2 separate regions of the Sus scrofa genome follow, and region 2 is linked to region 1. A link is a contact called in public HiChIP or PLAC-seq data. All regions are on one chromosome and are shown on one strand. The core of a region is the stretch at or near the end of the contact, and the rest is flanking DNA. Distances in the headings are between cores, read along the strand shown. Region 1 overlaps TET3 (methylcytosine dioxygenase TET3). Region 2 holds the start of LOC102163719.

Region 1 (5,509 bases), core at 2,389-4,888:
TCATTCATTCACTTACTGTTTTCTCCCAGTCCCCATGGTCTTAGGCAACCATTGATGTGTCTGTCTCTATGGATTTGCCTGATCTGGACGTTTCATGTCAGTGGAATCATACAATATGTGGCCTTTCGTGTCTGGCTTCCCAGCATCATGTTTTCAAGGTTCATCCACATTGGAGCATGTGTCAGTACTTCATTCCTTTTAATGGCTGCATAATATTTAATGGCTGCAAAGGCAGACTAGAGACATACCTTCTAAGTCGTCACCCAGATGAGTTGAAACCCCTGTGCTAATGTGAGTGAAATCCTATCCGATGTTATCAGGGTTGTTAGAGACAACCTTTGGAGCTAGTAGAGTCTATCCATGCAGCCAACCAGGTCCCTGCCTTAGGGCCAAGTGTTCCAGCCCTCTCCTCGGAGGAAGCACAAGCCCACATGAGGTGGAAAGAGGAGTTAATGAGTGCCATGGGAATGTAGCACAGGGTGAGGGAAGCAGACGTTCAACCTCAGGGGCTTTCTGTGTGCTCTGCACATGCCAAGGAAAGCAAGACAGATATTAGAAGGGAAATTTTTGAAGAAGAGTTAATACTATGGGAAAACATGATACAGTAAGGGAAGATGTGACCATGAAAAGAACCCAGATGTACTCAGTAACCCCAACTTTGTAGCACAAGAGCACACTGCATAGGGGAAGAGAGGTGCCCGATGTAAACTATGGTCGTCTCTGGGAAATGGGAGTTTCTTGTTTTGAACTTCTTCATTTTCCACTTTGCAGTGACAGAACTTCCTGTTCCTCCATCTCTTTCAGCATCTTCTACTGAAACTATTCTTTCCTGTCCTTTTGTTCTAGGCTTATGACCTTTCTTTATTCTCTTGGGTCTTCCACCAGGGTTTTCCCTAGCTCTCTGATGAGTTTTAGGGTGCCCTTGATATTCTATCAGTAATTACACAAAGGGCAGCTCCACTCAGAGATAACCTTAGAGTTAATATCAGTGTTCATTGCTTTCATCATATACTCCCAGCCACAGAATACTTAATAGGTTTTATGCTGTCATACACATTTCAAATGACATGTCTGCCCTGAAGTAACTTACTTTTGAAGGGGACCCAGATCAAAGTCTCTGTTCATCAGCCAGGGACTGCTTGGTCACTGCTGTATCCCCAGAGCCTAAAAGTGATACTCATAGTAAATGCTCAGTACTTACTTGTTGGAGGGATAAATAAATGAATACATAATTAGATATATTCATATATGAAAGGTATGATTGTTAAGATGTGCTGATAGCATCTGCAGGTGAAATTCCCTAATTCTTTGGGGCTACTATAGCTATTTTCAAAAAAACCTCTTTTTCCTCTTTTATCATTCGCATGCATGGTGTCACATGGTTTATTTTGTATGGTATTCTCCTACTTTTACTTCCCACTTTACCCAGTGTTTTTTCTTGCTGTTCATAATTTATGGGTTTTGATGACTGTATAATAATATCCTACCAAGTTGTATCATGAGTTACTAAACTGTTCCCCTCATCCTGAGTTTTCACCTTTCATGAAAGTGTAGAAAGTATGTTTTGAAGTGCAAATTTATAAACCTAAGTTCCTAGGAGCAGCACTACGAGGTGAAAGGGTCTTTATTGTCCTCAGTTTATTTATTTGTTTATTTATTTGCTTACCTGCTTGTTTATTTCCTTTTTTCTTTTCTTTTTTTAATGGCTGCACCCGCAGCGTAGGGAAGTTCCCAGACCAGGCATTGAACCCATGCTCTGCAGTGACTTGAGCCACTGCAGTCAGATTTTTAACCCACGGCACCACAGTGGGAACTCCACCTACTTGTTTATTTCTATCACTTAAACGAAAAGAGAAGTTTGAAGTAGTGAGTTAGTGGTCACCCTGGCCTGGGAGTTCGGGGATGTAGCTTCAAGGCTCAGTGGATTGCCTGTGATTCTGAGAGTGGTGAGCTGGGGTGAAAGCAGAGGTGGGTTGGCCAGTCAAGGAGTCTCCTACGATTGTCTCTGTGAGAGATCCTGAGGAGGAAACTGAAAGAAGGCGGAGGTGGAATACTGTCAAGAGAACAGTTGACAGCAGTTGACTTGCATGTGGAGACATAAAGAGGAGGACACAGCAAAGGTGACTGAAGGTTTAAGCCAGGGTACACGGGGGAATGCCTCTTTATGTGAAATTTTAAAAGGAACGTCCAGAGGAGGAGTTGCTGGAAAGGAGGGACAGGTGCTGAGTTAGGTTTTAAGTGTGTCGGACTTAAGTTGCGTCCAAGTGGAAACGCATGCCAGCTGGAGAGCAGGCTGGGAGCTTGAGGAACAGTCCTGGAGAAGGGAAGCTTTGGGGTTATAGGTGCAGGCTGAGCAGTGGAGCCTTGGGTGTAGGTGAAGTTTCCAGAAGAGCTGGGAGGGTGAGGGTGGGGGCTGGGTGGAGAGCAGCTCTCTGGAGAGGATGGAGGAGGAAAAGGAGAATGGAGGAGGACCAGGATCCAGCAGTGTCACAAGAGCCTAGGGAGGGGGGTGTGGGGGTGGCAGGAGAGTGAGGGCCTGCCACAGAGAGGGAGAGGATTCCTGCTGCCTTCATTGTCCCCCACGACCTCAGGGAGGAGAAAGTAGATGAGGAGGGCCAAGGTTCCTGTTTCCTTTTTTTCCAACATTGAAGATAGGACTTTCAGATGAACACGTACAAGAACCCAAATTCCTGGCATCTTTCAGTTATCTGGGCTAACAGACCTGCTGTGACTACAGATAGTAGGACTTTGCACTGAGATGTATTGTGTGATTTCTCCAGGGGGTTGGAATAAATAGAACTTGTCTGCACCCCCCAATTTCCTGCCTTCTGGCTTCCCTAAATGTCAGCTTCCTTTTTTTTTCCATTTCCTCGCCCACTGTGTAAAGTCAGTCTTATGACCCATGGGTGGAGGCCCCTCTGCCAAAAGTTACTTTTTCTACAGATTTTTGGGTGATAGCTTAAAGATTCAGTTCTTTGAATGAAAAAACTTAAACCCTCTAGAGTCATTGAGCAAGAAACAGATGGGGGCAAACTCACTCAACAGGGCTTCAAGTAAGAGCCTGAAATCCACAGTTATTGAGACTCTCCTGCAAAGGTGGGAGCTCATTCTCTGAGATGGACTAGAACTCTGGTAGCTAGGAGGCGCCCGGGGTGGGGGTGGGGTGGGGGGCATCCATTCTTGCCCCAGTGTTAGATTTAGCCTTTGCACTCACAATTTTGAGCCTTGGAGTATGTTAGTCTCTCATTTGCTCCTCCACTAAAATGGAGGTTGGGTAGGGTTGTTGCAAGACTTGAAAAGGTTACATTTAAACATGAAAGTGCTTTCTTAATCCATAGGTTAGCACTCAGCACTCAGAAATGTTAGCTGCAGTTGCATCTTCATTATCGCCCTCCAGGGCGGGTCCTTTGGCCCACCTGAACTGCCAGTAGGTTTTGTACATGGGGTTTGGGGCACCTTTAGGGAAAGTGCAAGGGGCTGTTAGTCAAGGATTGGCTCTCTGTCAGTGGACTCCGATGTTGGCGACGCTTCTCATTTCCTTAGCTCTTTAGACTTTGGGGTTAGGAGGTGGGTGGTGAGAACCGAGTTTGAGCAGCTGGGTGGGTGGAGCTGTGGGCTCGCCCAGCCTGGCTGGGGACTGATGGGGGCTTTTCTGGCTCTGGGACGTGCAGTGCGTGGCTTGAGCGATGGCCCTGGTGACTGGGGCGCTGTGGGGGCGCGCGTGTGTGCGTGTGTGTGTGTGTGTGTGTGTGTGTGAGCGCGCGCGCGCGTGTTGCGGGAGGCGGGCTCTCTTGCTGTCTGGCTGAGGGGCCGCCTCTGCGTCCTGACCTGCTTCTCGCGCGCTGGCGGCCCCTCCGAGGCAGCTGCTGCGCCTTTCGCCAGGCCTCAGATGTGGTCGGCTCCGTTTCCTCCCGCTGGCCTCGGGCCGCCGCCGCTGGAGGCAGGGGCTTCCGTGTGGAGAGCGGGCTCGGCTCGGCTCCTCCCCGCCCCCACCGGAGGCCGCCTGAGGGGAGGGGCCGCGGCTCCCAGCACCCGGCTCCCGGCGGGTTACCAAGAACTTTGGGCGGGTGGGGGAGTCTAGGCTCAGCGCCCCATCTCAGCCAGACCCCCGCCTTCCCCTCCCAGAGTGCTGCTCATCTGTGTGTGTCACACAACTCTCTAGCAACTGAGCAAGAAAGTGCACCCACAAATTCCTTTCCCTGCGGCGCCCCTCGAGTCTTTGTGCGGAGGCACAGTTTGCGCACAGTTTCAGATGTGTGGTAGGCACTGTGTTCTTAAATTTTCCCCTCCAAATACAAATGTGATACCTACGATAAATTCTGGAGATTGTGAACAAGAAAATACACCCATTCCCTATCACCCAGAGATGAGCCCTGTTAGCATTTCCGCATATTTCCCTTGGTGTTTTGTATGTGCACACAGACATGCATTGTTAATGGAATTGAATTTTTAAATTGGGCAATATTTCAAATCTTTTTTTTCCACTTCAAGTAACGTCAACAGTTCCCCCGTCATAAAAACCCTCAGAAAGCATCTATGTACAAGTACATTGTTGAGTTTCATTTTTTTTTCATTGAAAACATTTCTCTGTTTTTATGTTCTATATCACTTTAAGGAGGCATATAGCCACTGATGGAATATTACATATTATCATTTTTCCCATGTGTCTTTGAAACATTGACTTAGTGTTTTATGTGTTAAACAGGTGAAGCATAATAATAAATGCATGTAAACTCCCTAGTACCTATATTAAGAACTAGAATTTTGCTAACATTACTGAAACCACCTGGCTGTTTCCCCAGCCCAATCCTCTTCTTCAGTTGGTATTGGAGGTATAAGCCGCCAGCCTACACCACAGCCACAGCAATGCAGGATCTGAGCTGCATCTGCACCTACACCACAGCTCACAGTTGTGACCCACTGAGTGAGGCCATGGTTTGAGCCTGTGTCCTCATGTATGCAAGTCAGGTTCGTTAACCACTGAGCCACCACGGGACCTCTGTTTTCCCTTGCTTTTTAAAGTCTTAATTACATATGTTTGTATTCTCACACAGTACCTTTATATGTGCTTTTTCCTTTGAGCTTTTTAGAGTTGGTAGACTATATACAGTCTTTTGATGCCCACTCTGTGGTTGGTAGGCACCTAGAATATTTCCACAGTTTGGTTTTTATGAGTAATGCTGCTGTGAGCATTTGTGTACACATTTCCTGATGCACATATGCAAAGTTTCTTCTGGAGAGAATTGCAGGATCATAGGGTGTGTGGACATTTAACATTAAAAGATGGTACCACAGACCTTTCCAAAATGGTTGTTTTGCCCTCTGCATGTGGTATATAAGAAAAAGTTCCTGCTAAATCCCACCAGCATTTGGTATCAGACTCAAATACCCTTTGTTGGTGCCTACTGCGTACCTGGTACTGTGGTACATGTTCTTCAAGTGTTGTTTAATCCTCCTGACCACCCTGAGAGGTTAGTCGGTAATGCTGTTAACCCTTGATTTTCAGGTA
Region 2 (5,592 bases), core at 2,728-5,227, 40 kb before region 1:
TTCGGATTTTATCTTGGGGGCCCCGGAAGGGTTTGCTGCACGTAGGCAAGCGAGCAGGGATAAATCTTGGAAGCCTGTGGGTGCTGTTACTGGGATATTTCATTCATCAGCTTCTGCTGACCTCTTTTTCTTCATTCCGCGCATATCGATTGGGTGCTGGGTCTAGGGTTACAAAGGTGAAAAGACGGGGTCCCAGCCCTCCATGGGCTCATAGGAACTGGGAGGGGAATGTGCAAACAAGGACAATACTGATAAGGTAAACTTTCCTTCGGAGGCTGTGTCAAACTTCTGGGGAGGGAGGGTGGGTGGGGCTTTGGAACTGTCTGGCGGGCTGGAAGAGGTTTCATGGGAAAACAGGCATTTAAGCCGAGCCTTGCAGGAAGAATGGGAAATTGGCAGGTGGATGGAGTAGCTGGGAAGGGGTTGCAGTGGGAAGGGGCTTCCCAGTCGGAAAGAGTGAGCGACAAGGCCACTGAAGTACAGCGGCTTCTAGAGGCAGACAGGCCTGGTTTCCCTCCTACGGCTGTGACAGCTCCGTCTGTTTCCTTTGCTGGTCCCTTGTCAGCTACTAGCCCTCACGAGCTGGTGTACCCCGGGCTCTGGCCTGGTTGCCTTTTCCTCTCACTCTCCATGTCCACTCCTAATGAGATCCTGCACACCTGAGGCCTCATGAGCTGCTCCCTGATGGGACCCACGTGTTCCAGCGCCACACCCAGTTCCACGCAGATGTCTCCAGGCATCTTTCCTCCTGTGCTCTGTCTTGGTGAATGGCACCGGCATCCACTTTGGTACCTAAAGGATTTTTATGAAATGACCCTTTCATAGATAGCTGATGAAGAATAAATCGGCCCAGTACATTGCTGGTGCCATTGACCAAGACAAAACAGCAGGAAAGAGGCTGAGATCAAATTCCGAGTCTACGGTTTATTAAGTGACCTTGAGCAAATTACCTAATCTGTTTCCTTATCTGTAAAGTGGGTTTAATGATAGCACCTATCTCACAAGGTTGTTCTACGGATTAAAGAATAATTGCCGTGTATTAAGCCCTATGTTAAGTATTGAGTTTCTTGGATGATGATGAGTACCATGTCCAAGGTCATTCTGCTAGCAAGTGCAGAGCCAGGTCTGCGACCCACCATTCTGACTCCTAGGCCACCTTCTTTATTGTCACGCTATCTGGAGATTGTCTATCAAACAGGGAAATGTTTCCAGTATAAGGTTAAGTAAAAAGAGGACAGCAAACTGCATAATCAATGTGAGTACAGCCATATCAAACCCCAAAAAAGGAACTGATTACAAATAGAAAAGACTAGAAGGAAGCAGAGCTAATGGTTCAATGTGGCTGTGCTTGGGTTATTTTTGTCTTCTAATTCTGTTTCCTACACTTCCTTTAATATACATAATTTTTGCCGAAAGCATTTAAAACATTAAACACAGTCACAACTACACTGTTCTCACGTTGGATTGAAAATTACACTCTATTGGTATCTCTTCTCAGTTTTAGACCTACTTCCCCAACCGAAATTCTTTCCTACTCTCAAACGCCGGAGTAGGAAGTAGGTAGTGCAGCCATGTTCACCACCCTCCCCACAGCTGACAACCTGGCCCCTGGAGCCAGGCTGTCAAAAACAGGCCTGTGAGGAGGGAGGGAAGTCCCAGACAGAACCGGGGCTTCTCCTCCCGCCTAGGGCTTTCTGGACAACTCTACTTGAGATCAATTACTTTTTTTTTTTTTTTCTCCCCTTCTAAATAACCGGCCGAATGCTCTTTTTCCAGTTCTGGCTGAGTTGTTAGCTTCAGCCGGGTGGCGAAGCCTGCCAGGTACCTGGCTCCGTGAACACCGCCCAAACTGGTCAGGCCAGTCTGCCCTGTGGTTGCTTCTGCCAGGACTTGCCCGTGTGTATGTTTGTGTGTGTGTGTGTGCGTGTGTGTGTAAGAGACCCACCCTTCTCCCCAGCAACCCAGGTAGGTGGAAGGCAGCTTCGGGGACCAGCCTGGCAGTCAGGCCAGATGGGTGGAGCTGAATTAATCTAACCTGGAATTTCAACTTGGCCTGCACAACAGGTGAGGGAAAAAAGCAGCAGAGAGAACGGGCAGTTTGGCAACTTGGAAATATTCTTAGGTCTTGCCCCTTGCCTCCTGCCTGGAAAAGAGCCCAGGGTGACTTTTCAAAGTGTCTGTGCCGGGTTACAGGGCTCGGTTGCGCCACGGCCCACTCGTAGCATGTCCGAGCCCCTCCTGTACGCGTCCTCCTCAGTTACCCTCCGCGACGCGCCTGTTCCCCCTCCTCTGGGAGGCAGGGCGGGGGTATCGGATTAGTCTTTGTTTTCGACGCGAAAGAGCCGAGCGCGGCGCGGGGGAGGCTCGCGATGGCAGGGCCCCTGGGTCCGCCTGGGTAGGGCGCTCGGCCGTGACCCCCCGCAAGGGTGCCTCCCGGCTGGCCCGCGGCCTCTGCTCGCGGGTATCCCCTCCTTGCCCGCCAGGCTGACTCGGTACGCAGACGCACGATGTCCCTCATTGTCCTGCCTCGGAATGGGCGAGCGGCGGCCAGGAGAGGAGAGTCAGTCGGGGCCGGAGCTCAGGGCTCCTGGGGGCAACGGGGCCGTCCCACACTGCTCGGTCCGCAGGGAGTGGCAGGAAGTGGGGACACCGAGGCCCGCTCCGCCGAGGGCCTAGGCTGGGAGGTCCGTGTGCCCCACCCCGCGCTGCCCGCCGCGCCCGCCAGGGCTGCAGAAGCGGTGGAGGGCGGGGGCGGCCAGCCCGAGGAGGGCGGCCGGGTCCCGGGAGACTGACCGCGGAGGAGGGGAGGTACTGCAGGTGCAAAGGCGCGGCGATCGGGCCGGGCCCTGCCCCCACCCGCTCGAGGGCCGCCCGCGCCGTCCCCTCCCCCTCCGCGGAACTCCCCCCTCGCGTAGCCCCGAACCCGGCGGAGGGGGCGGCGGCGGGGCCGGCGGGGCTCGGCGGGGCCGCACGTGCGCGCCCTCCCGGGCGGGGGAGTCCCCGGGCGAGCACGTGCCGCGGCGCGCGGGGGGCGGGGAGTCCCGCGGACGCCTTCATTGCTGCTGCTGCTGCCGCCGCGGCCGCCGCTGCCTCTTCCTTCCTCCTGCGCCGTCCCCTCCTCGGCCCGGGCGGGGGGCTCCGTGCGCCGAGCTCGGCCGGGCCAGGCGCTCCAGGAGGCGGGCGCCCCAGGCGGCGGCGGCGGCCGCGACGGTGGTGGCGGCGGTGCGGGCCGGGAAACTTTGCCCCTTTGTGCGCTCCGCCCCGGAGGCGGCGGGCAGGTCGGTGCAGTCGGTGCCTTTCCGGCTCCGGGGTGGGGGAGGGGAGGCGTAGGGGGCCCGGCCCCGGGGGGAGGGGATGGCCCGGGGGCCGCCCGGGGGGGCCGCTACTTTGTTGCGGGGGACGGGGCGGGGGTGCTGCGGGTCACAGTGTAGCCTAGCCGGGCGGAGGCGGCGGGGCGGGGCGGGGGCTGCGGAGCCGCCGGAGCTGAGCGGCGGAGGCCCCAGAACAAAGGAGCCCGAGCGGCGGCGCGCGCGCGGCCGGGCCCAAGCCGGAGCGCGCCCCCCTCCCCGCGCCCCCTCGGCGGAGCGGGCCGCCCTCCCCGTCCGGCCGGCGGGCAGAGGGGCGCGGCGGGGCGGCCGGCGCGGGCTACCCCGGGCGCGCCCCCCTCCAGGCCGCTTGCGTGTCGGGGGCTCCCGGGCAGCTCTTCCGAGTGAAGCTCTCCGCAAACTTTATTTTGAAAGCTGGGCTCCCTTCGGGAGGCCCCAGCGACCTCCAGTGAGGGGTGTGTGGGAATTTTGGCGAAACTCTGCCCAACCCGTGGGGGTGGGGCAGAGGACAACTTCCTTAGAAAGCTCACCTTGACCACCCCCTTAAATTCGCCGGCCAGGTTTCCCCTCGCACCCCGTCAGGCCCCAGGCCTCCTCCTTCAGGCGGCGGGTGCTAGTGCGCCCTGCCAGAGGTTCTGGGCAGAACTTCATGAGGGCAAGCAAGCCTCTACTCTTCCTCTATCTTCTCTTTCCCAGAAGCAGGAAGAGGTAACATGTGAAAGTTGTCCCCGGGCCCGAGCCCTGAGTGATGCGCTTCCCCTTTCTGTCTCTCTTTCAGGCAGCGCTGCCTTCTCCATCATCCTGACCCGGGAGAAAGATATACTGGAGGAGAAGCTCCTCACCCTGCCCTGCCCCCATCACACAGCCACCTGCTCACCTCATGCCTGGGTCTAGGGTGGGTGAGGGTGAAGAACCCACCCAGCCAAGATGATCCCTTCTTTGGGGACTGCCGCTGGTATCCTCCCCCAGATCCCGGGCCCCAGCAGGTGGGAGAGCGGCCCCCAACTGAGTCCTATCACATTGCTGCAGAGGAGGTGAAGAAGGGTTGAGAAGAGGCGCCCATTCCGCAGCCTGGAGCTACTTGCCTTCACCCTGTAGTCTCGCGACTGCTTTAGGAGAGAAGGACCTGTTGGCCACCTTTGCAGCCTGGAAGCTGGACTGCGGCTCTGCCCCCGCACCTATGCCCCCACCTCTGGCAGCATCATGAGTCAGTTTCAGGTGCCCCTGGCGGTCCAGCCGGACCTGCCAGGCCTTTATGACTTCCCTCAGGGCCAGGTGATGGTAGGGGGCTTCCAGGGGCCTGGGCTCCCAATGGCCGGGAGTGAATCCCAACTCCGAGGGGGTGGAGATGGGCGGAAGAAACGGAAACGGTGTGGTACTTGTGAGCCCTGCCGGCGGCTGGAAAATTGTGGGGCTTGCACCAGCTGTACCAACCGCCGCACACACCAGATCTGCAAACTGCGCAAGTGTGAGGTGCTGAAGAAAAAAGTGGGGCTTCTCAAGGAGGTAAGCTGGCTCTTGCTCGGCTGCCCTGTCCATTCCGTGAGGGTGCTGTATTCAGAGGAGTCTTGCTAAAGACAGATAAGCCCATTCTCCCCATTCTGATCCTCTTGGTCCGTGAATAGCTGTGGGGCTGTGAGTAGGAGTGTAGCTGTTCTTGGAAGCTGGGTCTGGGCCTCTGTGCTGGAGGGGGCCGACAGTTTGTAGGAGAGTAACTGGGTTTTGCAGAAAGCTAGCACTCTCATCTCTCGTGTTAGCATTTGATGTAGCTTCTAGCTTTATCTCTAGAAGTTTCTTGTGCCTGAAGTCTCAGGTGTATTTCGAGGTCGCATCAGTGCCTGAGTGATGTGGAGACTGATGGATGTGGAAAGAAAATTTGGAGCGATGGGGTGGTTTTATGCTGCCCTGATGGAGTGGGATGTTTATTTCCTCAGATCTTTTTGGGGTACCTTCATTTTGGGGATGGTAACCAGAAATGTTTGGGAGTTTAATGAGAAACCCATGATTTGGGTTCCCCTACTAAAGAGTACTCGTTGAGGTCAGGAACCATTTATCTATGTAATCTCAGGACCTGGCTCAGTTCCTTGGTGTGTAGCACGAATTGAATGAATGAATGATGTGCTTTTGAGTCCTTATCAGCCCCAGGAAGGAGTACTTCATTTGGAGCAAGGAGATAGAGGGAGGGAAGTTGAATGAGTGAGAGCAGAACGTGAAGTGGAGAGGCACTGGCCATCTTTCCTTTCCATTCTGGTGGTGGGCTGCCGGC

What was found. HiChIP or PLAC-seq counts read pairs in DNA pulled down with a chosen protein or histone mark.
Region 2: a contact with region 1 is called in an H3K27ac HiChIP or PLAC-seq map of alveolar macrophages. The contact joins the promoter of LOC102163719 here to the enhancer-like site in region 1. A contact is called at or near these places in 1 of 5 promoter capture datasets (liver), 2 of 47 Hi-C or Micro-C datasets (epiblast stem cells and fetal heart ventricle) and 2 of 2 datasets of contacts at active chromatin or transcription factors (alveolar macrophages and skeletal muscle).

The regions. Positions count from the first base shown.
Region 1 is chr3:68,978,375-68,983,883 of Sscrofa11.1, reverse strand. All of the region lies in intron 2 of TET3 (methylcytosine dioxygenase TET3), which reads left to right. Among named protein-coding and RNA genes, the nearest start is that of TET3, 39 kb to the left of the region's middle. Within about 2 kb of position 3,638, at least 50 of the 83 cell types and tissues checked have an H3K27ac peak or open chromatin away from gene starts, as enhancers often do. A contact at or near this core is called in alveolar macrophages, epiblast stem cells, liver and 1 more, where this site is marked.
Region 2 is chr3:69,018,450-69,024,041 of Sscrofa11.1, reverse strand. LOC102163719 reads right to left here and starts at 3,977. Exons shown (of 3, transcript XM_005662458.2): 1 at 3,901-3,977; 2 at 3,387-3,702; 3 at 1-3,295. The coding sequence starts at 3,977. The coding sequence ends at 2,579. It overlaps TET3 (methylcytosine dioxygenase TET3), which reads left to right and starts at 3,636. Exons shown (of 12, transcript XM_021087365.1): 1 at 3,636-4,832. The coding sequence starts at 4,530.